7 separate regions of the Mus musculus genome follow, and regions 1, 2, 3, 5, 6 and 7 are each linked to region 4. Evidence: chromatin contacts called from public ChIA-PET, Hi-C, HiChIP or PLAC-seq and promoter capture Hi-C data. All regions are on one chromosome and are shown on one strand. The core of a region is the stretch at or near the end of the contact, and the rest is flanking DNA. Distances in the headings are between cores, read along the strand shown. Region 1 overlaps Gm35097 (a long non-coding RNA gene). Region 2 has its middle 47 kb from the start of Gm35097. Region 3 has its middle 13 kb from the start of Gm35097. Region 4 holds the start of Runx2 (runt related transcription factor 2). Region 5 has its middle 46 kb from the start of Gm41582. Region 6 has its middle 140 kb from the start of Clic5. Region 7 has its middle 110 kb from the start of Clic5.

Region 1 (4,065 bases), core at 1,269-3,768, 420 kb before region 4:
ACGAGGAGGACCCAGCCCCTGGGCCAGATGGTAACTGTGCTTGTAACTTAATTAGATTTTACTTTTTTGGGGTGCTTTCTTTAATTTTCCCAATGTTGTCAGCGACTAGAGCTACTCTCTCAAGGACAAGCAGGAAGCAGATAGACAGGAAGCAAAGGAGGAAGGAGGGAGGCCCACTTCCTCCCCTGCCTCCTGTCTCACAGCCTCTGTTGTCGCCCCCTACTGGTAGAACCCATCAGAAGCCAGTGGCAAAGCTTAGGTTTGTCTAGAAGGATCCATATCAGAAGAGAGGAGGGTGGGGCTGGAGTAAGAGTTGGTCACTTGATAATTGGCCTGATATTGGCGCCATAATGACACTTGAATGTGTCATTAAACATTTGGAGTTTGGCTCGCTGGACGGTTGACAGCTGAGAAGCAAACCGCATCTTCATGGGGGTTTTGCCATGCATTCTTTGGATCATGAAGGAGGCCAGCCATTTCTTTATGTTTAGGGGACATTTCTATACATACATATTCTGCAAACTTGTTTGGGTTATTTTTTTCTCTATGGTTGTTTGCATTTCCCGCCCCCCAGCAATATCTTAATGAAAATAAGCACAATAAAAACACTCAAGGGGTCAACAAACTCAATCTAAACAAACATTTGAAACAGCAAATGCAAAAGTGCCCTAAGGTTAAAAGTTAAAGGAAAGAAGCATGCGTCGGCTGACAAGTTACCCCTCCACCTCCCAAATGCTCACGTTAAAAGATGGAGAGGCTGAGGAGATGGGCCAGGAGGCAAAAGTGTTTGCTGGTCAATTGTGAAGAAAAGCCTTTCACACCCATTTCACAGGTGGGAAGGCCTGAGGCATCAGTGACTTACCTGGGTTATCTAAATATTGAGTTTTACCTTGTTTTTGTTTGTTTGTTTGTTTGTTTGTTTTTGTCATACTGTTGTTGATTTTAAATGCAGTTTTTATTTTCTGAAATACCTCTCTTTATTATATCTTGTTTTCTCATTTGCCAACCTAAGACACCCATGACCCTACATTACAATATATTCTCTTATAACATACTTTTGATGACTTGTCAACTAATTTCCTCTTTGTGTTTCCAAAGGAGCAGTATATATTTAAGACAATGCCCCAGGCACATGGACACATACATTATATTAAACTACTGTTTGTGAAATTCTTGCTTGAGAGGCCGGGCAGATGATCTAATGAGTAAAGCACTTGTCTTGTAAGTGCAAGAACCTGAGTTCAACTCCAAGAGCCCATAAAACATGGTAGCATGAGCTAGTAATCCCATCATTAGGAAGACAAAGCCTGGCAGATGCCTGAACCTACTGGGCAGCATGGCTAGCCGAGAATTAGAGATTCCACACCATTGTGAGACGCCTTCTCAAATATAAAGCTGATGGGAGCTGAGGAGATGCCTCAGTGGGTAAGGGGCTTGTCGTGTGAGTTTGGGGACCTGGGTTTGAATCTCCAGAGCCCATGCAAAGCTGAGTGTGGTAGACTGCATCTGCAGCTTCAGGGCTCCTATGCAGACAGGAGGCGGAGACAAGAGACTCCCAGGAAGCGCGAAGGCCCGCTAGCCTGGTGTGCACTGCAGCAAAAGCGAGACACTCTGTCTCAGACAAGGTGGGAGGGGAGGACACCCGTCTTCCACATGTGCAGAATAGCAATGCACACCCCAATTCAAACATGCACGCACGCACGCACGCACGCACGCACGCACGCACGTACTCACGCACTGGCAAAGAGTTTCAAGCTGGTAGCAATTCCTTCCTTCTCCCGACCATCATGGGACCTGAGTCTCATCAGATCATCACGGATGCTAGCTTTGTTTTGTCAAAACATCCTGGCTGGCCCGCCTCCCCCCACTCTGTGTAAGGCTTGACTTTGCCCTGCAGAAATTTTGTGTCTCAGTGTCTCTAAGTATGTGGGCCTCAGCCCTGTTTGTTGTTGGTTAGAATCTCCCTTTGAATCTCTTTCGAGTTTTGTATTAGTAGTGAAACCAGTACTGACACCCAAGAGCCCTTCTGAGATTAACAGGAAACCCCAACACTCCTCACCATCAGGTTCCGGTGAGCCAAAGTCTCTGTAAATATGGCTGCAGTATTCCTTGGGTTCACCTTTACATTGCTTTCCTCTAATGTGAGGCAAAACAAATCACTGCTTCAGGGGTGTAGGGACACTCACGAGATCCTTTCCTCCAGCAGAGGAGAAGAAAATAGAAGAAAAAAGAAGGAAATGGTGTCATCCCTCTGCACTGTAAAGAGAGGGAGTACAGAGATATCAGCTTCCGAAGAGAATCTCTCCCTCCTGGGGCGTCACTCAAATTTTTCTCCTCAGGACCTGGAATGTAGCTTAAGGGGTGGGGGTGGGGATGGAGTCAGAGAAAAAGCAGAAAACTTTTAGAAGCAAGCCGGCTTCTAAAGGAATCCAGACCCGGGGAGTGCTGAACTCTGTCGCCCTAGGCAGTCCAGATGTGGGTAGCTACAGCAATGGCTGTCCCAGGGGCCCGGACTTCATGCTTCAGACTCCTGCTGTTGGCATCGCAGACAACAAAGCCGGTAGCCGGTTTGCTGGCCCATGTGGCGGTGCTAACAGTTGCCAGCTGGAGAGCAGGCCAGTCTGGTGGCATGTGGGGCACAGGTTTCCCTGACTTCCACCTTCTCCGTGGACTGCTCGGTGTCACGTGACTCTAGACCCTCGCTGGAGGCCTACGGGGGAGGGGGGTGTCAGTGGCCTAGGCAGTGAGCACCCGGGGGCCCATCTGGTAGAGTAGGGATGAGTATACCCTCAGAGGCCCTGCCCCTACCACTGAGCCAACCATCTGGAAGCGACCCAGCTATCTGCCAGTAGCTTCGAGGAAAGGGTGTTGACAAGGCATCCCATCTAGTACTATTCTTGGCTCAACAGAAAACAGAGCACAGTAGTCAGAAACCCGTCAGGCCACATCACTTACTATCCTGGAGACCTCCAGCAAATTATTTAAGCATTCCAAAAAAAAAAAAAAAAAAAAAAATCTCACTTTCCCCCCTCGTAAAATACTGATAATATGTTCCTAAGTCATTGCAGATGGTGGCCATCTTGGTCAATGGTGATTTTTCTCTCCAATTTGTTCAGGTCAAAACCAAGTTTTCTGGCTGCACTGTAACTCAGTGGTATAGCACTTATCTTCCATGGTCTAGTTCCCTGGGTTCAATTCCCCAACATGCCACAAAACATGTTAATACAGTACTTGGATCAAGGGACTGTGATATGGTTCAGGCAATCAAGTGCAGGCCTTGCAAGTGTGGATACCTGAGTGTGTAGTTCCAACACTCGGGGAAGAGAGCCAGGCATGGGGCCATGTACCAGAAATTCTAAAATCTGTTGGCAAGCTGGTCTTGCCAGATTCCTAACCTCAGTGGAAAAATCCTGGGTCGAAAAATAAGGGGGTAGGGGAAAGGCTGAGGAAGATACAGGACATCAAGTTTTGGTCTCTACACGCGTGCACACGGACACAGACACATCCGTGTACCATGCACCATACACACCATAGACCATACATGCATCTTTGGTTTCATAAAATACAGATTAGATTTCTTTTCTTGGTTTTTCTGAGAGAAAATAAATACTGTCTTCATCAGCGTATCTTACCAGGTGTTGTCTTCAAAATATCGATTGCATAGTCACAATCCCAGCATTTCTCTGGACTTTTGCTGCTCTCTCTCTGGTCTAAGCCTCCCATCATCTGGTGCCTACAAGTTTCAGTCTCCTTGGTCTCTCCTGCAGCCTGTTATTTACATAGCAACCAGAATAATCCTCGATAGAATATAACGTTAGGTCCCCTTTATCACATGCTCCAAGGACATCACCATGTCTGACGATGTTCATCTCAGCCTGAGGGGAGCGAGCCATCCTCTCCCCTGGTCAAGCCTTCTTATGACATTAGCCCAAGTTGACTTCCTAATGACTCTGCAGTGGGCCTTGGGCCAACCTCTCAGCTAAGACTGAACCTCCAAAACTGTTAAGTGCTTAGGGATAAATTATTACAAAACACTCAACAATTATACAGATTGTGTTTTTGATA
Region 2 (4,135 bases), core at 887-3,386, 460 kb before region 4:
GGATCCAGCTCTCTCTTCTGGCCAGCACGGGCAACTGCACTCACGTGCTGTGCATAGATTTACTCAAGCACACATAGACACACATAAATAGACTGAGGGGAGATGCACATTTTGTCATCGCAGAGGACTTGGGAACTCAACTATGGAGTGGCATACCGTAACGTGCACTGATCTGAGTTCCAGGGCACCTGCTAAAGTCTCCAGGGACTTGAGTCCCAGAGCAAAGAAACAGTAACAGAGAGAGATGGCTCCGTGGCTCAAGAGTGCTGGCTTCTCTTCCAGAGGACTGTGGTTCGATTCCAAGCTCAACAGCACCTCAGAATATCTGTAAGTCTAGTTCCAAGGAAAAGGGCTTGGATCTGAGGGTTCCCTAGGCTGTGGGCAAGCCCGTCAACTATGGCTATATTTCTTAGAGATGGTCTCCTGGGTTCTGGAAGGCCCCAGAAAGCTTTACCAGGTCTGAGCTTCTCAGACCCTTTCCAGTCACACTGCAGAGCTGCCAACATTTTCCACATTAAGGACAAATCAAAAGAGATGTCTTCCCCCCTCAGAAAGGGTGAGTTGGTGGACAAGAATGAGAGCCAATCAGTTTCGCGGGGGGGGGGGGGGGGAGAGAGAGAGAGAGAGAGAGAGAGAGAGAGTGAGAGAGAGGAAATTAATTTTTAAAGAGCCTAACCAAACACCCTGTAATTTCTAGTGATTTCCTTTCAGGGAACCTGTGACCGCTGTCACTATAAACAAAGCAGAGGATAAATAAATAAAAAGGGAAAGAGAGTTGTGTTTTCCTCCCTGCCTTCCTGATGGATGGTTTACAGAGGCCCCGGATACAAGACAGCCTCTAATCATTCTCAGATGGCGCCTGCCAGGCCCCAGTGCTGGTGTTTCCTCCACACGCCTCTGCCAGAGGCGCTGACGGTGGCAGGGGCTGGACCCTCATCCCTGGGTTTTGGCCACAGCCAGATGCAGCAAACAGTGAGGCCCGTTGACACGAGAGGACCCCCTGACCACCGTGGAAATGAGCAGTGAAAGCCAGCACCCTCTTGCTTTCACACATGGCTGGGTTCCGGGTGGCTGGCTTGACCGGCCTCTCCCTGGGACCACCAAGGTATAAGTGCCTTCCTCCCAAATTAACCTTTGTCAGCAGTGCCCACGGCTATGCCCCTGAGGCTTGCTTTCAGGGCGGTGAGGTCCTGGCTGGGCATATGCACTCCCAACTTGAGAAAGCCTTTGGCCTTTCCTGTGCTATGCCTGTGGGCGGCTGGACCCGATATGGAGCCCCAGGACCTTCCTGACCCGAGGCAGGACATCCACTCTGAAGCCACTATTTCAGATAGTCTTTTGGAGTATGGATTGAGTGTTTCCGTGGATTGCCCTCAGCTGGTATAATTGACCCATCTGCCAGGACTACCCTCAGCCTGTTCTCCATCCCACGTAGCTCCAGATGGCCACCTGGAAAGTGTCTTCTGTCTCCTTTCCCTAACTGAAGGGAGCCTACAGTGTCTTGTTCCACAGTGGGGACTTGGCAGAATCGGGGGAGGGAGGTACCTGTTCTAATTGGGGGAGGTACAGATTCTAAAAACCCTCCTCCTCTTCCAGACTCCTTCTCCTTTTATGCAGTCTTGTGTGTATCCCAGGCTAGCCTCAAACTCACTACTTAGCTGAGGATGGCCCTGAACTTCCAATTGAGAGCCTGAGCAATGGGTTTACAGACAGTGAGTGACCACACTAATGTATGCAGTGCTGGAGATCAAACCCAGGGTGTCAGGAATGTTAGACAGGCATTTTACCTAGCAGGACTACATCCCCAGCCCCCCCCCCACCCCCCCATTTCAATTTCCATCCCTACCACCTTAGCTTCTCATTTGACTAGCATTTGATTATTTTAGCTGCCTGGGTCCTTTCTCCAGCCTGCATGTACAACGAGGAGACGGGAGCCTTTCTCTTTAAGGACCTTCAAAACAATTTTGTTCTTGTTGAATCTCTCTTTTACAAAACAAATATCATGATGAGGTGAACTAAACGAATCTGAAACAGATGGGTAAAATTTCCCTGAAATACACAGAATTTCAACCCAGAGGGGAAGGGTGGGGGCTGAAGGCATTTGGGGTTTTCATTTGAATGATGGAAGCAGTTCATCTGGGAGCCTCTGGGCCAACTCAGAGGAGCTGGACCGCCTCTGGGGGACACAGTTACCGTGAGCGTGCTGCTGATATCGGGTTTCTAAAGCCCAGCTTCTGAAAGAAAACAAGCCGTTCTAACTGACAGTGTATCTTCTCCTAACCATTCCCCTGCAGCACATGGCCCCATGGAAGATGGAAATTATTTTGGAGATAACCAGTTGCTGCCTTTGGCATCCACTCCATAACAGCTTGATGTGTGTGCAGAGGCCCTGATTGGTGGGGCGGGAGCGTGCTGAGCCCGGGAGGCAGACACATCAGTGGTTTCAACAAGAATGTGAAAATACAGAACTTTGTGACAAAGTTCCTTCGGGGCAGGCAGATCTCCCAAATCCGTTACAGATTTCTCTAAAATATGCAGGACTTCCATGCAGACGAGAGCGGTGTGTATTCCAAAGGCATATGGGACGTTGCTAGGCTCAAACCATGGAAACTGAGGAATTGGCGATAATGATAGGTTCCAGCAGTGGGCTCTGGGCTAGTTCTTGCTCTCCCTCTGAACCTGTAGCCCCATACCTCAGGCACATCAGCAGATGGCTGTGAAGAGCTGTCCAGAGGAGTGTCTGCTCTCTTGTGCCCTCGAGAATCCCCAAAGGGTCACTCTCAACATTCACGCAGGCCTTCATTCCCTCAGGGATTCCTCTGCCTCAGCAGATGTTAAAGTGAGTGTTTGGGGCTCACCCTTATGCTTGTCCAACCTGTAAGCCATAAGCTTTGCAGGATAGCTACAAATGTCACGCGGCCCAACACATTTGTAAATGACAAATTGTGTCTGGATGTCCCAAGATTGGAGACCCCTGACTCAGTATGTCTTAAGGTTAGTACTACATGGTGTCTTTTTAGATATTTTATCGCAGACCCAACCAGAGGCTTCTATTGAAACAAATCTAAGGCATGAATGCATATTGAACGCATCTCAAAGGAGATCTGTAGTGATCAGTATCTTCTCATCTCAGGAGCAGTGCATTTCCTCAGGATGCAAGTTTCCCACGTCTCCACCGCAAGTCCTGGGTAGCTAGGGGCCATAGGCAGCCCAGTATCTTCAGTGTGGAAGCCTCTGTCATATGGTTCTCCAGCTTTTCACATCACTATCTTTCCTGCCTTGCCACCACTCACCCCTCCACACAGCTTCCTTGAGGCTCAAGATGCAATTCAAATAATGCCATTTTCTGCTTCGGAGTGTTTAGTGGCCTCTTATTGTCAATAGAATCAACCCCACACTTCCCGCTGTTGGTCTTCTCCCTCAGCTCCTTCTCAGTGTCCTCTCTGTACCACCATGTGACTTCCCCAGCATCCAGGTCCCTGTCCACCTGCAGGTCACCCAGGCTTGCCTTAAGCACATCACAAATGTGCATCACCAAAATGCCCACCAGAAAAACAAAAGGGAGATTAAATTCTTGGATAACAGGAAATTGGATCAGTGGACTTTCCCAACAGCTGCTCAGGGCTTTGTATATATTTGAATCGACTGTATATGTATATGTATATGTATATGTATATGTATATGTATATGTATATGTATATGTTGATGTTGATGTTGATGTTGATGTTGATGTTGATGTTGATGTTGATGTATATGTTGATGTATATGTTGATGTATATGTATATGTTGATGTATATGATGTATATGTTGATGTATATGATGTATATGTATATGTGTGTATATATACACACACACAAATAAATAAATAAATAAATATATAATTGAATTTATATATATTTGAATTGAATACACTTGATGTGCATTATTTCCAGGCATCTGTTGTAATATTTAGTCTTGCCTTCGCAGGATGCAAATGAGACGAAGAAACCTCAGCCTGTAGCTCTTGATAGCTCTGAGCCCCAACTAGCACACACGCTAGTTGTCACTCCCATACTCTCTTGGATTCCTGGATACCCATCCCAAGATTCATCCACCTTGCACCAAGAGATCTCATTTCATCCTTGGGGGCGCAGGA
Region 3 (3,875 bases), core at 585-3,084, 400 kb before region 4:
ATCCGTTGTTAAGAGCTCTGTCGGATGTCGTGTAGGAGCTTGGAAGATAATGTTGAGAACACTGCAGAAGATGGAGCTCTGGTTTGTAAAATTTCAGAGGGAAAATTAAAGACTCTTTTCAGGGCCATTGCTGTTTTGATTGTGAAGATTCTGTAGTTCTGGTTAGCTGGGGCTGAAGAATCAGCTGTGATTAACAAGATACCAGAACTACCAAAGCAAAAACTTTGCATTACTGGGACTACTGATGCTGGTTAGCTGGAGCTAAGAAATTAGCGGTGATTAAGAAGAGACCAGCATCATTGAGGTGACATCTTCTGGGAAGTGTTTTCTGAAAGCACAAAGAGGCTGTGTTCCAGAGATGGCCAAGGTTGTACTCTTGCTGCAGCAGGACTTGGTAATATGTAAGGGTCACCCAGGTGGTACTGGTTTTGAAGGCATGAAGGGGTCACACAAAGCAGCTGAGGCTTGGCACTGTGAGAGGCTATGGAAGGCCATTGGTGAAGGTGCAGCCTCAGTTGAAATTGAAGGCCCAGGACTGAAGGGGTCATGCAGTGTTTTGGAGATGCCAGTACCATGAGATGACCACCAAGAGCAGCAGCAGCAGTGGAGTACAGGCATCTGGAGCCTAGAGGATGACGTCTGTGCTACAAAGGGCCTGGCTGGAGAAGTGACCCAAGCCCTTGGAGGAGCCCAGAAGATCGTGAGTTGGATCCCAGACATTGGACGGTTAGAGATTGACTTTTGCTTTTGATTGTGACTGTGCCCTGATATTTTCCCTCTTGAAGGAAGAAACTGTTTTAGTGGAGCCCACAGTTAAGAGACTTTTAATTGTAAAAAGACTTTGGATTTTAAAAGAGATGGACATTTTAAAGAGTTTGAAATTTTAAGAATATGTAAAGACTGTGGGACTTTTAAAGTTATTTAGATATTGGGGATGAATAAGATTTTAAGGGTTGAGGCTTACTAGTGATGTGTTTGTGTGTCAAGTTGACAAGGGGTCAATTGTACTGGCTAGTTTTGTGTCAACTTGACACAGCTGGGGTTACCACAGAGAAAGGAGCTTCAGTTGAGGAAATGCCTCCATGAGATCCAACTGTAAGGCATTTTCTCAATTAGTGACCAAAGGGGAAAGGCCCCTTGTGGGTGGGACCATCTCTGGGCTGGTAGTCTTGGGTTCTATAAAAAAGCAGGCTGAGCAAGCCAGGGGAGGCAAGCCAGTAAAGAACATCCCTCCATGGCCTCTGCATCAGCTCCTGCTTTCTGACCTGCTTGAGTTCCAGTCCTGCATCCTTTGGTGACCAACAGCAGTATGGAAATGTAAGCCGAATAAACCCTTTCCTCCCCAACTTGCTTCTTGGTCATGATGTTTGTGCAGGAATAGAAACCCTGACTAAGACACAAACTGAAAAAGGTGACATGATTTAGAGGAATCAAGAATATGTGAGTGGGGGGCTGGAGAGATGGCTCAGCAGTTAAGAGCACTGACTGCTCTTCTGAAGGTCTTGAGTTCAAATCCCAGCAACCACATGGTGGCTCACAACCATCCGTAATGAGATCTGATGCCCTCTTCTGGAGTGTCTGAAGACAACTAAAGTGTACTTGCATATAATAAATAGATAAATGTTTTTTAAAAAAGAATATGTGAGTGGAAAAATGATAATTTTTTCCGGACCAGCATAATTCATAATATTTTTAAAAACAGGAATAATTCATAATATGTAAAAAAAACCTGTCAGGGTTGTCTGAGGTCAATTAAACTTTAATGACCCAGATTTCATAAGAACACCAACATTCAAATGAGAAACAATCCAAGAGGAGAATGGGCAAAGGCCGTGATTAAGCAATTCAGAAAGGGACATGGACTCTGGGCCAATGAACACATGAGACATGGTCTACTTCGGTGGTACTCAAAAATACAAATGAATGCAATGGGCAGGCTCCTGCACTGAAGTAGAAGTGATCAAAAGGCTGACAACATCAAGAACTGGTACAGGCGCAGAGGGGCTGGTTTCCAAGCATTACTTATTAACATGCGGAGTCAGAAGATCTGAACAGAGTTACTTAGGATAGAGCACTTCCAAGCCTGGGAATTAACGTTTCAAACCCAGAGGAACGTTTCTAGTTCATTTGTCACCGTGACCAACACCAGGACCAAAAGCAACTTAGAGGAGTAAAGGGTTTATTTCTGTTTACAGGTCATAGTTCAAGGTAAGAGAAATCAAGGCAGGAGCCCAAAGCAGGAACTTGAAGGGAGGCCTGCTTGCTATTCCACCCAGCATTGCCTCTGGCCAAGGAATGAATTCACAGCCAAAGAAAAGCAGCATGAACCGTGGAAGAAGCCTGCTTGCTGGCCAAGGGCTGGCTGCTTATCCTTAACTAGCTTTTGTATGTAGTGCAGGACCACCTGTACAGGGAATGGTGTTGCCCACAGTGGGCTGGGCCCTCTGGTATTAATTAACAGTCAAGACAATCCCCGCCAGACTGGTCCACAGACTAATCTGATCAGCACAACCCCTCACTGGAGACTCTTTGCAGCTGATTCTAGGCTGTGTCAAGTTGATAGCTAAAGCTAATTTGGACAGGAAGCAGAGATTTCTACAGCTCACCTTGTGAATCGAAGATGACTACAAACTCTGCTGTCCATCTCATCCACAGCTTCTTTATTTCTGTTTTCCTTAATCTGGATTGGTGTATGACCAGCTCTCTGCAAAATATAGCAGAAGAGAGGTTGTGGGGCACCTGAGACAAGTCCAAAGAGGCATGGATGTTTCTGCTTCCTCTTCTTGGGAGGCAGTTGGATTTGAAGTCAAATCACTTTGAGTTCACTATACCGAGAGAAAGCCAAGCTTGACATAAGCAAGGAAAAAGGCCACATAGAGGGGGCCACCAAGGCACCACTTAAACGACGACAGTCTTTTGGACCTATTTGGCCGACCTAGGATGTGTGCTGGGTGCATCATTGCCCAGTGAAGGCAAGTGGAGCAGAGTTAGCTAGTCAAGGCCTGTAGGAATCCTGACTCCAGAATTATGAGACGTAGTGAATCATGTGTTAACTCAGGAAATTCTGGGGGTAGTTTCCTTGAAAGATTTGTTTTATTTTTATTTGAGTGCGCGCCTGTGTGTGTGTGTGTGTGTGTGTGTGTGTGTGCGCACACACTTGCATGTACATGCAGGTACTCAAGCATCTTACTTAGTTTGGGTTTCTATTGCTGTGACAAAACACCATGAAGTTGGGGAGGAAAGGGTTTATTCGGCTTACACTTCCACATTGCTATTTATCACCAAAGGAAGCCAGGACGGGAACTCAAACAAACAGGGACCTGGAGGCAGTAGCTGATACAGAGGCCTTTGCTCAGCTTGCTTTCTTATAGGACGGAGGACTACCAACCAAGGGATGGAACCACCCACAATGGCCTAGGTCCTCCCCCATCAATCACTAATTAAGAAAATGCCTTACAGCTGGATCTTAAGGAGGCATTTTCTCAATTGAGGTTCCTCCCTTCAGATAACTCTGGTTTGTGTGCCAAGCTAACAGAACTATCCAGCGTATCAAGGAGTTCAGAAGAGGATGTTAGACCCCCCCCCCCCCCCCCGGAACCTGGAGCTATAGGATGCTGTAAGCAATGATTGAACATGGGTGCTGGGAACTGAACTCAGCAGGTGTCCTTAATTGCTGAGCCATCTCCCCAGGCCTGGGGTGGTTTCTTAATCAGGGAAAAAAATACTCACTGTACAAGATGCTAAAGTGTAAATAGGCAGGCTCACCCTCCAGGCAAGAAGGCCCAGTATCAAAGGCAATATGGGTTGGCTTATGGGCTGATCAGTACTAGAGATAACCATTGGACCAATCAATGGTTGCTGGTGGTAGAGTTTAT
Region 4 (3,882 bases), core at 9-2,508:
GGGTACCTTTTCTGGGCCCTGCTGGGCGCGCGGGGAGGGAAGGTCAGAGAGTGGCAACTGCGCTAGGGAGGGTCATGACAGGTCCCTTGCTGAATTTGGAAGGCATTTGCACCCCAGCAGTAAAAGCCCCAAATTAATGGCTACGTGAAGAGCTTTAAATAAGACGGATGGTGAGAAATGTTACCCAGCTAGCCCTCTTCTTTAGTCCTCCTAGGGGACGACTCCCAATTTTTCATTGATTTCACCAAATCACAGTTGCGTCAACTACCTTGTTACGAATCGCCGGGGATTTTGGTAAAATGATTCTATTTGGAAGCGTTGGAAGTTTTAAAATAATAGGTTAGGCAAGACATATAACAGAACATCACGCTGAGAGGTGAGCCAGCCCGATATTGCTTCTGCCTGGTTCTTGGGGTGTATCAGCCTCCGGCGGATTTCCCGGCTTCTGTGGGCGCCGCCGCACGTTGTTTGATTTGTTTTGAAGGCTCAGAATTTGAGGCTGGTCGGAGACACCCACGTGCTTCTGATTCCCATCAGTATAATGATCGCCTCAGTTTGAGTCGTGTCTATATAAACCACAAAAACCTAATCATTAGAAATCCCAGCCTCCAAAAACCACATTTTAGGTAAAAAAACAAACAAAAAAAAAAAAAACAAACAAAAAAAAAACAAAACTGCTGCCGCTCCCCGCACTCCTTCATCTCTCAACCACAATCTTTTGGGGATTCCAAAATCGCCTCCCCCCATAACGCCGGGAAACAAAAACATAAATAAATAATTACTGAACTTTTTTTTAAACTTTTTATTTTTAACCCCCCAAAGTGGGGAGTGGCTAGAAAGACAGTTAGACACTAGACTTAGTCTGAGACGAAGACTACACTTAATAAAAGATTGGGAAATGAATGGATAACCGCTGTGTATTCCCCCTTTCCCAGCAAGCATTTTATCAACTTACAACTTATTTTAATTACCAAGCTGTCATTTTTTAGTTCTTTTTATTAAAAAAGCAACCCATCCTTATTCTCCAATAATGACAAGAAGGAATATATAAGAAAAGTGTCCAGACATCCGTTAGAGTTTCTAAAACTATTTTGACAAACACTCCTGTCACCCATTTTGGTGTCACCTAAGGGGGGGCACTCCCGAAGCCTGTAAAAACCTGCCCCCCGCCCCAACCAATGTGGGGTGGGGTTGGGGGCAGGGTGAAGAGTGCTCAGAAGTCAACGTGGAGACTTGAGAATTTCCCTTCCTCCTCTCCTGAAGTTAACAACGAAAAATTAACGCCAGTCGGAGCAGCCTGAGGCTCTCCCGCTTCTCAGCTTTAGCGTCGTCAGACCGAGAAGTGGTTCCCGGTCCTGAGGGTGAAGTGGGGAGCCGAGGACGCAGGCGGCGATGTCCTAGGCGGGGACCTCCTCCCTACAGCTTCGGGCGCCGAGCGAGCGCAGCGGCGCTTCTAGCGGCCGGCGGGCGGCGGCAGCGGCTGCGATCCGCAGGCTCCAGATCTGTCGCCCCGAGATCCGCTCTCCCCCCGCCCCCACTTACCTCCCGGCACCTTGAAACGCGAGGGGGGCCCGGGGCACTTTGCAAAGAGCAGGAGAGACGAGGCTGCGAGCTAGACGGCGGCGAAGGAGAGGGCGAGAGGAGAAGCCGGGGAAAGGAAGGACTCGGCGGCCGGAGGACTCGGAGCGCGCTGCCGGCGCGGGGAGCGCGCAGCGGCCTCGGAGGAGGAGGCGGAGGAGGCGGCGCGGGCAAGCGACGGCGCCGCGAGCTGGGCAGCCGCGCTCTGCTTGGCGGTGGCGGACAGCGAGGAGCCACACGCACCGCCGAGATGGACTGCTGAACCTGCGGGGCTCCACTACCGTACTGGAACCCGGAGCGGGGCGCCAGCGCACCCAGGACACGGTGCCCCAAGGGGCCCCTACTGCAAGCTGTTAACTTCAAGTCCCTTGCGGCGGCTGGGCCAAACACGCCCCCGCGTCCCGCTCGTTGCAGCCACCGCCAGGGACTCCCAAGCCTCCCGGTGGAGATCCGCGCCTCTCGGGTGTCCCCACCCGCTACCCCGACTCTGTCCGGTCTCCAGTCGCCGGCCCCCAGCAGACTCCGCCCGGCACACGGCTTCCTCGAACTTGATTTCTCACCTCCTCTGTCCCGTCACCTCCATCCTCTTTCCGCCCCCGTCTCGCCTCCACCCCCTCGATTTCCTCCTCCTCGCCCCCCATTTCCACCCTCCTCCCCCTCCCCCGGCCACTTCGCTAACTTGTGGCTGTTGTGATGCGTATTCCTGTAGATCCGAGCACCAGCCGGCGCTTCAGCCCCCCCTCCAGCAGCCTGCAGCCCGGCAAGATGAGCGACGTGAGCCCGGTGGTGGCTGCGCAGCAGCAGCAACAGCAGCAGCAGCAGCAGCAACAGCAGCAGCAACAACAGCAACAGCAACAACAGCAGCAGCAGCAGCAGCAGCAGGAGGCGGCCGCAGCAGCAGCGGCGGCAGCGGCGGCGGCAGCAGCGGCGGCGGCCGCAGTGCCCCGATTGAGGCCGCCGCACGACAACCGCACCATGGTGGAGATCATCGCGGACCACCCGGCCGAACTGGTCCGCACCGACAGTCCCAACTTCCTGTGCTCCGTGCTGCCCTCGCACTGGCGGTGCAACAAGACCCTGCCCGTGGCCTTCAAGGTAAGAGACTGGTCACCCCCAGATCCTGGCCCGGCCCCATGGAACCTTCCCGCCGTGGTCTCGGTGCCCATGGGTGTCCTCCAAGACTCCAGCCTTGGTGGCTCCACTCAGGGGACCGAGGTGGCTCTGATCTACATACCCCGCAGCGGCCACCGCGAGCAGATCCCCCTTCTCACCTGTGCGCCCACTACCATGTAAGCCTAGGTTCCCTTGCTTCTTCATCCTTCAGTCTTCCAGGCGCGGTTCTTGCCTCTTTCCCTGCTGTGAGACTCCTGGGCCCCCAGACGCCCCGAGGCGCCCACTGTGAGCTGCAAGCTTCCTCCCGCCCCCTTCTCCCGGGGTCTCCTCACTCCACACGGGCATCCCGGCCTCTCCTCTCCGGGATTCTGTGCGCTCCTTCCCGCTTTCCCCTTTGCAGACGCAGGCCTCTACCCCGAACTAGGTGTCCCTTTCCCGGATTGGTTGCCGTTTGGCACTCCCGGCTGCTCCCCGGCTTGGCCCGGTTGCCTGCAGGGTGCCAGCACCGGAGGGCGCTTGCGCCTGGGGCGAGATGAGGTGCCAATCGAGGAGCGTAGGTTGAGAGTGCTCAGTAAACTTGGGGATGGACGCGGGAGAGCGGGGACAGACGGGACATTCGCGCCCTCCTCGGCCGGCACTGGTTCCCGTTACTTGGAGGAAGGCGGGGCCGCCGGGGTTTCGGCTTCTATCAGGGCCAGGCAGGAGCAGGGAGTTGCGGGGGGTTCGGGGCTCTGCGCCCCCGAGTGCGGGAGTGATGAGCGTCGGGGAAGGGGAGCAAGGCTTAGGCTGCTTCCCCCCCCCCCCTCATTTTGCCTGGGAGGAAAAGGGAATCCTGTGGAGCAACTTCGGTTGGTCAGAATAAACAGAGGTGAAAACTTTATTTGCCTTGAAAGAGCCAGAACTCCCAGATGTCCCTTCTGCTTGGGGAAATCGATGGGTGATGGGTGGCTCCTGCCGGAGGCCTGGGCTCCAAGGTGCGTCCCCGTGGCCTCCTCTTCCAAGTCCCGTTAGCTTGCCAGCACCGATAGCGGTAGGAGTCACGCACAGCTGACAGCAGGTTGAAAGTGTGCGGGTCCCCAGGCCCTGGCCATATCTATGATGCAGTCTGGGGTTTGGTGGTGGTGCGGAGCACCCCTCCCACCCCCCATCCCCGGAAGAGACTTGGCTGGATGGGTGGCTGTCCATTCTCCT
Region 5 (3,712 bases), core at 772-3,271, 480 kb before region 4:
CACAGGAGAATACAACCGGAATGCACTCCTATCGAGGAGAAGGAGACAGGGCCTGCAGAAGCAGAAAGCAGCCTTCATCCTTCCAGAGACTGCTCAGGAAAGAGCTGAGACCAACCCAGTCCCTTCCAAGTAAGAAGGAAGGAGGGAGAGAGGGAGACAGCCCACTTCCCAGATCACGGGCGTCTTCTGCCAGACTCAGTCTGACCCAAACTTTCACATCTTTCTTCTTCACCTAGTACATGTACGCATTTGTGTTCAAATGTATCGATGCGTGTTGCTGTGTCTGCACATGTGTGTATGTATATGAGCACTGATATTTGTGCATATATGTGTGTGTATATGTACACATGTGCTGCACCTGTGTCCTGTCAGGACTTGGTAGAGACAGTTGAAGCCGGGAAAGTAAACAAGGCTCTGATTTGGATGGCATGGGCTCTAAGCCCCTTCCTGTACACTGGGCCAGTTATCTAGTTGTGGTGGTGGGGAAATGCCAGAGGCCTATATGGAGCATGGTTGGCCCGCAGCTCCTTGGGGTTGCTCACTTCCAAGGACCTTTTGATCTTGCTGACGCTGACACAAAACCCCAGGATTCAGTTCTGGAGCTTTGATCTGCATAATAGAATCAGGCAGGGGGAGACTGACATATATGGAAAGCCTTTTGGGCTGCCTTGGTCGGGCTCAGGGATAAGGAGAGCACAGACTTGGATATCTCACAAGGGAGAATTCTGGAAAACTCGGGAAATAAAAGCTATAGGGAGAGATTATCGCTGAATTCCTGTCATTGTTTTATTGGCTTCTCTGGAGGGACAGACGGTGACTAAGACAAGATTGCCATGGGATGTGACGGTTTGACTTGGCTGCAGAGGTGCGGTTTCTAATTGGGCCTGAATGAATGAAGCTCAAGGTTCCAAGTGGGATTTATTTTTTTCCTAACACTGGTTTGTTGTTGTTGTTTGTTGTTGCTGCTGTTTTATTTTCTTCCCCAAAACTTGTTAGCAAGAGTCTGGCAGAGGACGCCCATGATCTAGGGAAGTGGGCTGTCTCTCTCTCCCTCCTTCCTTCTTACTTGGAAGGAACTGGGTTGATCTCAGCTCTTTCCTGAGCAGTCTATTGAAGGATGAGGGCTGCTTTCTGCTTCTGCAGGCTCTGTCTCCTCAATAGGAGTGCATTCCAGTTGTATTCTCCTGTGAGCAAGGCTACGTAGAGCTGCCCACATCTTCGATTCAAATGTGAGTCTGTCCTTGGTTGCTGACATGAGATCGGCTTCACTCTGAAGTTGGCATTACAAGAGTGTGCCAACACACCCAGCTCCTTTATCATTCTAATCTTTTTTTTAAAGACAATCTCAAACAGTTCAGGCTGGCCTTGAACTCTTGAATCTCTACCTCCCTAGTGTTGGGCTTATAGACACACATCACCATGACCCTCCCCACTTTGTTAGCCTCAGTGAGTCTATTGTATGAACACTGGGCTGGGCAGTTTCCTCCCTTGGGCAAGTTCTAGAACTTAGATTTGCATTTGGCGCAAATGTGTCTTTATCCCAGTCTAAGGTAGCGCAGCTTTCTGCCATCAATGGAGAAGGCCCATGTTCTCACATTTCCCAGAACATTTGTGCAAAAACCATACCAGACAAACCTGGGAAGTCTGGTGCAGTGACTCATGGTTCTGGTCAGATGGAGGGTGCATGGGCTGACACCCCAGGAGGGGGACCTGGACCATGCATGGACTTGGCAGCTCCCTACCAGGGCAGGAAAGGAAAAATGTGGGGTGAAAGCCTCAGTCAGGAAAGAGAAAAGCATAGGATGAGTAGAAAGCGGCCCAGGCAGATCCAGGCTGAGGCCTTGTGCCATTGATGACAGGATGTTGTGTGCATGGGATGTGGCTAACCAGTGCCTGCTCTCAGTGGTCACTGAGCCCCATGCCACTGGCTGCTCTTGACCCCCTCTCAGACTCCATGGTCTCCTTGAGAGGTGCTCAAACCCCGAGGAGGCTGAGTCGGCAGGGCCAGGAAGTACTGAGAAACCCTTGGGGGAAATCCAAAGCCCAGATCTTCTTATTCTGAGAACCTCCCACCACCGGAAGGAAGAGGAGACCACGAAACTCAGCATTTCCAGCCCTTATTCCCATCCACTGGGTGGTTGGACAGCCAGGGTTGGTGAGTCTGCAGCTATATTTACCCTCAGATTTCTGGGATGGCTGACTTATGGGACACTATAGTCAACTCAGTTCCCTCTGTAGCAATCACCAGGAAGCTAAGCCACAAGTGTGCTCTCCTCACACTCAACACCACCCCCAACACACCAGCCCCCCAGCGACAAAGCTCCTAAGCCAGCTCCAGGAAGTGTCTCCCTGGGGCTTTCTAGGGTCAGTCCGGACGCCCATCTTAGTAGCCACCACCTATGGAAGGGCACCAAAGAGCAGGGCTCCTGTGTTGCTTCTTCCCCATGCCTCTGAGTTGCCTGTCCCTGTGGTCTGTGGTAAATTCGGTTCAGAGCAGTGTTACACAGCCACAAAGGCCTACTTTGTTGAAGGCTGCCTTGCCCAGTACTGTTTGGTGAACATCAAAACTCAACACTTCTACCTGGGCACCTCCAGGGACCCATCCTTGTATTTTTCCGTCTACTTACAGTGTTCCTTCAGAGGGCTCAGAATCTGTGTGTTGCCAACAACATGATCCCTTATAGTGCGGGGAGGGAGTTAGTGTTGGGGAAAGTTTAATTCACGATAGGCTTTTTTTTCCTCCTTCTGCCTGTGTCGAACAATCCTGTGAGATTCACAGCTCTGCTCCAGACTGCTGTGAAGGGTGTAGAGGGATGTTAAAACATGGCAGAACCCTGGGACCAGAGAGATAGCACAGAAGACCTGAGTTTGGTTGCAAGTGCCCACTTTAGGCAGCTCACGGTCACCTGTAACGCTAGCTCCAGGGGATCCAACATGTCTGGCTTCCACAGGCACAGGCAAGTATTTAAATATAAAATAAATCTTTTTTTAAAAAATGCTGAAAATTACTAGTAGCTTCTTTCGTGGGTGGCGAAGGGCTCTGCATTTGTCCGGGCTGTGGGGAATGAAGCCTTGCTTGGTAATGACAGGAATGATTACTGTACAAAGAGAATCCTGTTTACAGGCCAGAGGCTAGCCCACTAGGTACCCTTTTCCCAACCAAGAGGGCTTCCCTTTGCATGGTGACCAATATACCCTCAACGGAAAGCAACTGTCTCTCCAGGCCACCATTTTCTTTTCTAGATAAAATGTTTGCAACACTCCTGAATACCACTAACCCAGAAGCCCCAACCCCACCCCCATTAAGACTGCCCTCAGAAAATTAACTGGGATCAAGAAGGATTCGGTTGTGAGTCGGATGCTAAATCTGCCTGGCTCATGGGGCTCAGAAGTTGGCCCACAGCCCTGGATTCACAGGCTGGGGCTTCCGGTGACCGTTCATCCGGGATTTGTAGCTACAGGTACTGAGGGAGCGGTGACTCACACACAGCTGAGGAAGCAGGGCCAGCCACAGGTAAGGGCACCGCCTGGATCAGGGTGCCCAGAGTGGGAGTGGCAGGGGGTGAGGTGAGGCAGGAAGAAGAGACAGAAAAAGAAAGTTACAAAATTAATAAACTCAAGGCCCACTATTTTCATCCTGCAACAGTCAAATATTAGACCCTGTCCCAAAATAGCTCCCTTTGTGCTGGCTCCAAGAAACACGAAGCAAGAG
Region 6 (3,771 bases), core at 1,192-3,691, 410 kb after region 4:
CATGTGTGTTCTTCTGTGACTGGGTTACCTCACTCAGGATGTTATTTTCTAGTTCCATCCATTTGCCTGTGAATTTCATGAATTCATTGTTTTTAATAGCTGAGTAGTACTCCATTATGTAAATGTATCACATTTTCTGTATCCATTCCTCTGTTGAGGGACACTTGGGTTGTTTCCAGCTTCTGGCTATTATAAATAAGGCTACTATGAACATAGTGGAACATGTGTTTTTGTTATATGCTGGAGCATCATTTGAGTATATGCCCAGGAGTGGTATAGCTGAGTCCTCAGGTAGTACTATGTCCAATTTTCTGAGGAACTTCCAATTGCTTTTGTCTAAAGGAAATACAGGGACAAAGAGTGGAACAGAGACTGAAGGAAAGGCCATCTGGAGACTGCCCCACCTGGGGATCCATCCCATATGCAACCACCAAACCCAGACACTATTCCTGATGCCAAGAAGTGTTTGCTGACAGGAGCCTGATATAATTGTCTGCTAGAGTCTCTGCCAGAGCCTGACTAATATAGATACAGATGTTTGCAGCCAACCATTGGATTGAGCACGAGGACCCCAATGGAAGAGTTATGGGAAGGGCTGAAGGAGCTGAAGGAGTTTTCCACTCCTTAGGAAGAACAATAACATCAACCATCCAGACCCCTCAGATCTCCCAGGGACTAAACCTCCAACCCAAGGCTACGATACACATGGAGGGACCCATGGCTCCAGCTGCATATGTAGCAGAGGATGGCCTTATCTGGCATCAATGGAAGGGGAAGCCCTAGGTCCTGTGAAGAATCCATGCCCCAGCATAGAGGAATGCCAGGGCATTGAGGTGGGTGGGTGGGGGAGCACCCTCAGAACCGGGGGGGGGGGGAGAGGGAGGGGATAGGGAGTTTGCGGAGGGGAAACTGGGAAGGGGAAATAACATTTGTAATGGAAATAACTAAAATAACCAATTAAAAACAAAACAAAAAATTGTAGAGTTGTGAATGTGATGCGGCTTCTGAGTGGGATCTTGTCTAAACTGCCCTAAGACTGGTGTGTAATTATGAAAAACAAAACAAAACAAAACAAAACAAAAAGAAACACCTATCAAGGCTGAAGAGATTTCTCAGCTGATAACAATGCTGCAGTTCTTGTAGAGGAGCTGGTCCAGGTCCCAGAGCCCATGTCGGGTGGCTCCCCACTACCTGTAACCCCAGTGTGACTCCCAACTACCTGTAACTCCAGTGACTCCAGCTCCAGGGGGTCTTATTTTGATGTCCTGTTCTGGTCTCCAGAGACATTGACACTCTTGTGCACATTGCGCACACCTATAGACATACACGTGTAGACATAAAAAAAAAAAAACATACAAAACCAAGAACTCTGCTGCTCCCAAGGAGTGGCATCCACACAGGTTCACTCCTTTTGTTGAGAAGGTAACTGGGCTCACACAGCACATTCACCAGGAGAAGGTCTGGACCATATTGAGATCATTTGGAAGACTCCTTCCAACAACAGGCAGATGAATGAGATAGGGAAGATGTCGACAGTTGAATAATGTACTAATTTACAAGCAAGTTCTATATCCAGATCCCTCATGGAATGACAAGAGGACTCATGTCAGTACAGGTGCAAATGGTTCCTGATGACACGTGACCAACTTCTACCTTGTAGAACACTTTAAGAAAGCAACTTAGAGGAATATACTCAAGAGTTTGTTTATAAAATATGCAAACGGTGAAGTGCTTGGGAGGGAAATTAGTCCTCAGCATACGAGTGGGCTTTGAAAACATTATTATTTAGCTAATGTTCAGGTTCTAACAATAAACACTGTTTATCATGGTAAGTTTTCAGAACACTGCTCTCCATGCGATCAAATCACAAACACTCCCTGCTCCTCTACCTTGCCTTCCCAAACCTCTTGCAATACTCTGCTCCCCTGGCACGGAACCAGCACCATAGACGCAGAACAAAGACAGAGCCCTCCTTCTCAAAGCCCCAACTGTAAAATTAACAGAGGAATAAAAAACAGCTGGTGAAACATGATAGCCATGATTCTGAGCCCGTGAACCTGAAAAGATAGTTTATTGTGGAAGACAAACAAAATCTGTGTTCGGTTTGATCTAGTGCGGCATCCACCGTCAGAAGCTGTCCGCTCACATTTTGAGAGTCCCGGGCTTGGGGCAGGCTGTACAGACGCCATAAACAAAGAACATAAAGGATCACTTTCCATCGTAATTTGACAGTAAACAGTACTAATTTGACTCTGTAGCTGTTTATTGATATGTGGGGGTGGGGTGGGAGTGTTGCTACTCACTAGAAAGAACAGTAGCCAGTGTATTGGGGCAGAATTGCTCATAAGATGGCAGGAGCCAGGCTGTCTTGATTCTCTCCGTGTAAGAAGAACACAATGTAAATTGCTGCTCATGTGGTTTCCATCTGGCAGCCGGACCAGCCAAGTGAGCCCCTAGCCTTCAGCCCCAAGAGGAGGTTCTCTGTAGTGGCTTCATCCTGATTTGTCTTAGGAACTGCCAGTGGCCTTCCTGTCAATCATTTATCATTTAGAAGAAAGCAGGTCTGGCCCAAGGCAAGATGCTTTATTCTCTCACTGACTCATTTTACAAATGTTTGGTAAGTGCTACTACGGGCCAAGAGTTGAACAATAGATTGGAGGTAAAAAAAAAAAAAAAAAAAAGATGAGGATTAGCCATGCCTCTGTGGTCTTTACTTCTGGGCTAGAGAGAAAGAAAGCTGCATACTGACAATGATCACACAGTAAGGTAGGCACAGGAGTGGTGGCACCCTGAGTCACCAAGGAGCCAGGCTGGTTTAGCTCCCATAAGAATATTGCATGAATCAGCCACACAGAACCTGGCAAATAGTATAATGGATTCAAAATCTATGGCTCCCTTCTTCTCTCCCTCTTTTTCTCCTCTCTCCCCCTCCCTCCCTCCCTCTCTCCTTCTGTCCCTCCCTCCCTCCCTCCGTCGCTCCCTCCCTTCTATGGTGATTTGAATATGTTTGGAAATGTGGCCTTGTTGGAATAAATGTGGTGGTGGGCTTTGAGACCCTCCTCCTAGCTGCCTGGGAGTCAGTCTTCTCCTGGCTGCCTTCGGATAAAGATGTAGAACTCTCAGCTCCTCCAGCACCATGCCTGCCTAAATGGACTGAACCTCTGAACCTGTAAGCCAGCCCTAATTAAATGTTGTCCTTTATAAGAGTTGCTTTTGGTCATGGTGTCTCTTCAAGGCAACGGGAACCCTAACTAAGGCACCTTACTTCCCTTTTCCCTTCACTGAATACCGTAGGCTGTGGCATCACAGGGTAGATTCAAAAGCTGTGGTTCTCTCTCTCCTTCTCCCCCCATCTCTCCAGTTCTTCATCTCTCCCTTCATCCTTCTCTTTCCCTTCTTTCCGTCCTTCTTAGGTGATTCTATTAAGGACAAATACTCCAGATGCCTTGGCATAGTGTTTTCCATGATTTATCTCCATCAGCCCTCCTTCCCTCTTCATCAGTCTGTTGTTACCAACATCACTATCTCACCAACAAAGAAACTACACTATACAGGTTGCATTTCATTCCTGGAGCTGTGCGACTCATAAACTAGGAAGCAGGGAGCAGAACCAAGAGCCTCCATATACCACGGTCTTTATAATACTGTGTATTTAATGTGTTCAGAGATCATGGATCTTAGCAGGCCTTCATGGATAGCAATCATTGTTGCCATATTATATTTTAGTAAAAAGGTGAAGCTTCTCAAAGAATATAGCTATCCTGGTAGTTC
Region 7 (4,239 bases), core at 489-2,988, 440 kb after region 4:
GCTATTGGGCGGAGCCTAGCAGAATTGTCCTTAAGCCAACATTGACCAACTGCACCTTCCTCCTATGGTGCATTGCACTTTCCGAATGTGAGCCAATAGCGATGTTCCTATCTGTGAGTCACATATTGTCAAATATTTCGTCACAGCAACGAGAAATGCAATATACAGTGCATTGCAGGTGTCGCCGTCACTACTCGTCTTTAACCTTGTTCCTCTCCCTACACCTCACTTCCAGTACTTGTTCTAGGTTGACGCAGTTTGGCCTGAGTATGAGTCGAGTGTTTGAAGGCCAGTGGAAAGCCTGATATGCTGTAGCCCTTCCCTGGAGTCCCTGCCGAAAGCTATGTGGCACGGCTGTTCCTTTCGATTCCCTTTGAGCAGAGACCTTCGTTGTGGAAATCCGGCATGCCACCGTTCTTGACAAATTCAGATTTCTCAGCCTCCATGTCTAACAAGATGAGACCATTTGGCCCCGAGGAGTTGGGGAAGAGCTACTGTAAGGGCAATGTAACATGGTCAAGGCCAAAGGTGTCTATGTCGCCATTAACACCCAGGGATAAGTGCCAGACAGAGCAAGGGACCTGCTGTGTGGTGATGCCTGCAGGGACAGCTGGGAGGATGCCCGCTCGCTCGTGGGTGGTACAAGAGTCTAGCTCTGGTATTTCCATTCTTTCCTGATGAGGCAGAGGGAGCCTGGTCTTCCCAGGGCAACTCCAGCACAGCTCATTTGTGCATGTTTTACAATGGTGTTGATAAAATCCCTATGGAGCCCCAGAGCATGTGTGAGGAGTTCCCACCAGAAATCTAAACAACGCCCTGGCCTTGCTGACAGCTTAATAATGTGACAAAGTTCAGCCCCTTCAATGACAGGGACAGGAATGCAGCTGGGCTGGTCTGACCTAGAGCTTGGAAAATACCTCCCCCAACTCCAACCCAGCATTTGACAAATAACCTTTTCTTAGCCTTTTTGAAGGCACCAGACAGAATCAAGTGCCATGCATGGGCCACATGCCACTGCTAAAATGTTAAATGGAGTGGCAGGGGCCACCAGAGTCACTTGGGGCTGACATTTATCTTTATTATTATTATTAATAATAATGCATATATTACTTTTTGGTGCATTCCACGTTTTTCTCTTTTTTTTCCCTACTAAATCATGGGGCTGAACCTCAGCAGACCCAATAAATCACCCCATGAGCCCAAATTCAATGCAGCTGTCAGGCCAGATCCAAGAGGAGCAGGGCTGGCTTAATTGAGCTGCAGCAGAGACCCAATGGGCGTTGCCCAGAAAAATCAGAATAATAGCGGCAGAGCCGGTGACATTCAAGAGCGAGATGTGAGCTGCTAGCTTCAGCTTCAATTTTACAAAAGGAAAATGGTTGTGGGGGGCAGGGATGGGTGCAAGGAGAAATCCAGACTCCTGGTTTCTTTTCTTTTTTTCCTTTTTTTTTTCCTGCCCCAAAGCCAGTGCAGACAATGAGTTCCACATTTCAGAAGCTCAGCAGTAAAGTCTTCCATTTGCATCTCTCCCTTACCTTTCTTTTCCTTTGCTTCCCCTTGCTCCTTTTTTGGTGCCATGCACCTTCTTTTTCAACTAAAATAAAAGCTGAAAGTCGAAAAGCAACAGGATTTGAGTCGGAGCCAATTTAGTGGGCCAAGAGGTTACATATGGAGCCAACAAATCAAAGAACCGTGAAGGATATTACTGATTTAAAGCTATGTATGCTAAAGCCCCAATCCTAACAGCATTCATAAAGGTAAAGGCAACTAGTGGAAAAGCTTAACCGACAGACGTGGGCTTTCCCTCTGGCTGCCCTGATCCCTTTGCAAAATCACAGAGCATTTTGGCTGAAGAGAGCCTTCCCACCACAGCGAGCCCTCACCCTCAGGTGACTAGAAAGGAAGGCACCTACCTGCTCACCAGGCAGAGATGAGCTCAGCTGGATTCCACATAGAAGATCAGCAGCTCCGTTAGACTCATGTCTGTGGCATGTGGCGTGTATATGGATGGATGTACACAAATGCACATGTATATTATATGCACACAAATGCACATATGTATGTGTGTGCACACAGGTGTGCATGCATGTGTATATGCATATGTGTGTATGAATGTGAGCACATGTGGCCATGTATATTTGTAGATGTGTCCACAAGTATATGTGCAGGATTGTACATGTGTACGCTTAAGTGTATATGCACACACGCACATGTGTATGTGAACATACATGCACAAATATTCACATTTATGTTCATACACACATGTGCATGTGTATGTATTTGTGAGCGTGCACATATTTATGTGTCTGTCTATTGTGTGCAGACATATACATATGTATGTATCTCTGTGTGTACAAATGTATGTGTATCTGTGTGTGCAAACATTTGGATATATACACGTGGTCACATATGCATTCATGTATATTTATTTGTGTGAGCCCACACACACACACACACACACACATATTTACATGTGCATATACATATACAAATTCACACATATACATGTGCACATGTACACACATATATAAATGTATGTGTGCAGGCATACAAATGCACACACAAACACTTGTGTACACACAAACATATGTGAGTACACATACACTCATATGTAGACATATTCGCTTAAATATGCCCACATGTACAAATATAAATACACAGGTGAACTTGTGTGCACATATATTTGCATGTACATGCACATGTGTGCACACATATGTGCATATATAAATCACATGAATACATATGAACATGCATATACATGTACACAAACATACATACATAGTATACATATACACATTACAAATGTGCAGATATATACATACTCATGCATATATGTGTAAACAAAGTTACACATGTACACATATGCAGTTATATACACATGTACATTCATAATTGTATACAAACACATGTTTGCATGGTTTTCATGTGCATATACACATTCACATCCACACATATGAGCATACACATATACTTGTACATGCACATTTCAATACACATGTGTACATATGAGCACATCCACACACTGTATGCATACATACATATGCATACAAATGTACAAACACATATACATACTCTTGTATATATGTGCACATACATATGTGCATATGTCCACTCACATATACATATATTCTTGTGTACAAAATACACGTGCATATGTGAGTATACATTTGTGCACTTACACATACTTATACACACATATATACATGTACATGTCCACATGTGTGTACATATACACATGTGAACACTTCAATATACATGCATACATACAAATACACATGTACAGCCACATGAGTATGCACATGCTTATGTGTGTGTTGTTTGTTTAGATGTACATTACCAGAAAAAAACTCTTTCCTTTTCCCCCTTAATTTGTATAACTGTATATAATTTCAGGGAAATTTGATCCATGGGTTTTGGGTTCATTTGTACTTAATTGTAAAAATCTCTCTGGAAAGAGCTATTTTCTGACCCAGAGAATCATTTCTATCAAGCCCAGTGAGGGCTCTGCTATTCTAAACCACCATGCCTGGTGCAGAAAATTGACTGGGCCACCAAAGTAAGGTAAACCACCACAGAGGCAGAACACATTAGAAATGCTGGACCTGTAGACCTGTATTCTAGACTCAGGGGCATATAAGAAAAAGAAAACTCTCTGTAAAACAAGTAAATAAATGCGGGCTGGGGGTGTCTTAGTGGGCAAAGCACGTGATGTGCAAGCATGAGGACCTGAATTCAGATCCCCAGAACCCATATAAACAACTGATGTGGTAAGCATGCTCCTGCAATCCCAGATGAGAAGTTTGCAGGCCTGCCAGCTTTGCATCATTGTCCAAGAAACCTTGTGTCAAACAAGGCAGGAGGTGAAGACTTTCACCCCAGCTTGTTTTCTGATCTCTACATATGGGTGTGCCTCACACATACACAGTTAATTTAATAAATAAATACAATTAAAATTGTGGATATGACAGGTCAATGGTAGCATAAAGTATTTCCTGCACATCAGAGGGATGTGAGCCCACAGAAAGTACTTCCTGGCCACCCACAGGTGAAGGTTATTTAAACTCTGGTTCACAGGATCATGGTATGCTCTTGTTTTCTCTCTGAGCTTCTTAGAGAAAAGACTTTTTATCCAGAGATTCCAAATTACCCCAAACCATCTTGGATGATGCCCAAAGGCCATGACATGGCAACATGGCTATGTCCAGGACATAGATCTCTCTGTCCTCCGTCCACAGCAAC

Evidence for each region. Promoter capture Hi-C pulls out the DNA fragments that hold promoters and counts their contacts. Hi-C and Micro-C count contacts between places; a contact is called where the count stands out from the background. ChIA-PET counts read pairs in DNA pulled down with a chosen protein or histone mark. HiChIP or PLAC-seq counts read pairs in DNA pulled down with a chosen protein or histone mark.
Region 1: an H3K4me3 HiChIP or PLAC-seq map of embryonic limb bud shows a contact between it and region 4, with 4 times the contacts expected there. The contact joins the enhancer-like site here to the promoter of Runx2 in region 4. A contact is called at or near these places in 5 of 39 promoter capture datasets (cranial neural crest, frontonasal cranial neural crest, hippocampal neurons and 2 more), 1 of 15 datasets of contacts at CTCF or cohesin (pro-B cells), 9 of 115 datasets of contacts at active chromatin or transcription factors (craniofacial prominence, embryonic forebrain, embryonic limb bud and 4 more) and 1 of 9 other capture datasets (embryonic stem cells).
Region 2: a contact with region 4 is called in a promoter capture Hi-C map of maxillary cranial neural crest. The contact joins the enhancer-like site here to the promoter of Runx2 in region 4. A contact is called at or near these places in 3 of 39 promoter capture datasets (cranial neural crest, maxillary cranial neural crest and second pharyngeal arch cranial neural crest), 1 of 484 Hi-C or Micro-C datasets (myeloid progenitors), 4 of 115 datasets of contacts at active chromatin or transcription factors (acute myeloid leukemia, craniofacial prominence, embryonic limb bud and 1 more) and 1 of 9 other capture datasets (embryonic stem cells).
Region 3: a contact with region 4 is called in a Hi-C map of liver, with 3 times the contacts expected there. The contact joins the enhancer-like site here to the promoter of Runx2 in region 4. A contact is called at or near these places in 4 of 39 promoter capture datasets (cranial neural crest, hippocampal neurons, liver and 1 more), 1 of 484 Hi-C or Micro-C datasets (liver), 7 of 115 datasets of contacts at active chromatin or transcription factors (bone marrow-derived macrophages, craniofacial prominence, embryonic limb bud and 3 more) and 1 of 9 other capture datasets (embryonic stem cells).
Region 5: an RNA polymerase II ChIA-PET map of memory CD8 T cells shows a contact between it and region 4, with 15 read pairs. The contact joins the enhancer-like site here to the promoter of Runx2 in region 4. A contact is called at or near these places in 1 of 39 promoter capture datasets (cranial neural crest), 2 of 15 datasets of contacts at CTCF or cohesin (large pre-B cells and pro-B cells), 7 of 484 Hi-C or Micro-C datasets (embryonic stem cells and myeloid progenitors), 18 of 115 datasets of contacts at active chromatin or transcription factors (CD8 T cells, acute myeloid leukemia, bone marrow-derived macrophages and 10 more) and 1 of 9 other capture datasets (embryonic stem cells).
Region 6: an H3K4me3 HiChIP or PLAC-seq map of craniofacial prominence shows a contact between it and region 4, with 4 times the contacts expected there. The contact joins the enhancer-like site here to the promoter of Runx2 in region 4. A contact is called at or near these places in 2 of 39 promoter capture datasets (cranial neural crest and maxillary cranial neural crest), 13 of 115 datasets of contacts at active chromatin or transcription factors (the NIH/3T3 cell line, SST interneurons, acute myeloid leukemia and 8 more) and 1 of 9 other capture datasets (embryonic stem cells).
Region 7: an H3K4me3 HiChIP or PLAC-seq map of craniofacial prominence shows a contact between it and region 4, with 4 times the contacts expected there. The contact joins the enhancer-like site here to the promoter of Runx2 in region 4. A contact is called at or near these places in 5 of 39 promoter capture datasets (the HPC-7 cell line, cranial neural crest, frontonasal cranial neural crest and 2 more), 1 of 15 datasets of contacts at CTCF or cohesin (large pre-B cells), 2 of 484 Hi-C or Micro-C datasets (large pre-B cells and stem cell-derived neural stem cells), 12 of 115 datasets of contacts at active chromatin or transcription factors (SST interneurons, acute myeloid leukemia, craniofacial prominence and 9 more) and 1 of 9 other capture datasets (adipose tissue).

The regions. Positions count from the first base shown.
Region 1 is chr17:45,157,019-45,161,083 of GRCm38.p6, reverse strand. It overlaps Gm35097 (a long non-coding RNA gene), which reads right to left. Exons shown (of 3, transcript XR_385591.4): 2 at 2,060-2,256. Among named protein-coding and RNA genes, the nearest start is that of Gm35097, 12 kb to the right of the region's middle. Within about 2 kb of position 2,518, at least 21 of the 459 cell types and tissues checked have an H3K27ac peak or open chromatin away from gene starts, as enhancers often do. A contact at or near this core is called in craniofacial prominence, embryonic limb bud and second pharyngeal arch cranial neural crest, where this site is marked.
Region 2 is chr17:45,191,867-45,196,001 of GRCm38.p6, reverse strand. No RefSeq gene overlaps it. Among named protein-coding and RNA genes, the nearest start is that of Gm35097, 47 kb to the right of the region's middle. Within about 2 kb of position 2,136, at least 15 of the 459 cell types and tissues checked have an H3K27ac peak or open chromatin away from gene starts, as enhancers often do.
Region 3 is chr17:45,132,155-45,136,029 of GRCm38.p6, reverse strand. No RefSeq gene overlaps it. Among named protein-coding and RNA genes, the nearest start is that of Gm35097, 13 kb to the left of the region's middle. Within about 2 kb of position 1,834, at least 5 of the 459 cell types and tissues checked have an H3K27ac peak or open chromatin away from gene starts, as enhancers often do. A contact at or near this core is called in liver, where this site is marked.
Region 4 is chr17:44,734,024-44,737,905 of GRCm38.p6, reverse strand. It overlaps Runx2 (runt related transcription factor 2), which reads left to right and starts at 1,258. Exons shown (of 7, transcript NM_001145920.2): 1 at 1,258-2,673. The coding sequence starts at 2,272. RefSeq lists a cis regulatory region at 359-367 and a promoter at 1-1,503.
Region 5 is chr17:45,215,605-45,219,316 of GRCm38.p6, reverse strand. No RefSeq gene overlaps it. Among named protein-coding and RNA genes, the nearest start is that of Gm41582, 46 kb to the left of the region's middle. Within about 2 kb of position 2,021, at least 23 of the 459 cell types and tissues checked have an H3K27ac peak or open chromatin away from gene starts, as enhancers often do. A contact at or near this core is called in CD8 T cells and memory CD8 T cells, where this site is marked.
Region 6 is chr17:44,326,466-44,330,236 of GRCm38.p6, reverse strand. No RefSeq gene overlaps it. Among named protein-coding and RNA genes, the nearest start is that of Clic5, 140 kb to the right of the region's middle. Within about 2 kb of position 2,441, at least 21 of the 459 cell types and tissues checked have an H3K27ac peak or open chromatin away from gene starts, as enhancers often do. A contact at or near this core is called in craniofacial prominence, where this site is marked.
Region 7 is chr17:44,297,445-44,301,683 of GRCm38.p6, reverse strand. No RefSeq gene overlaps it. Among named protein-coding and RNA genes, the nearest start is that of Clic5, 110 kb to the right of the region's middle. Within about 2 kb of position 1,738, at least 26 of the 459 cell types and tissues checked have an H3K27ac peak or open chromatin away from gene starts, as enhancers often do. A contact at or near this core is called in craniofacial prominence and embryonic limb bud, where this site is marked.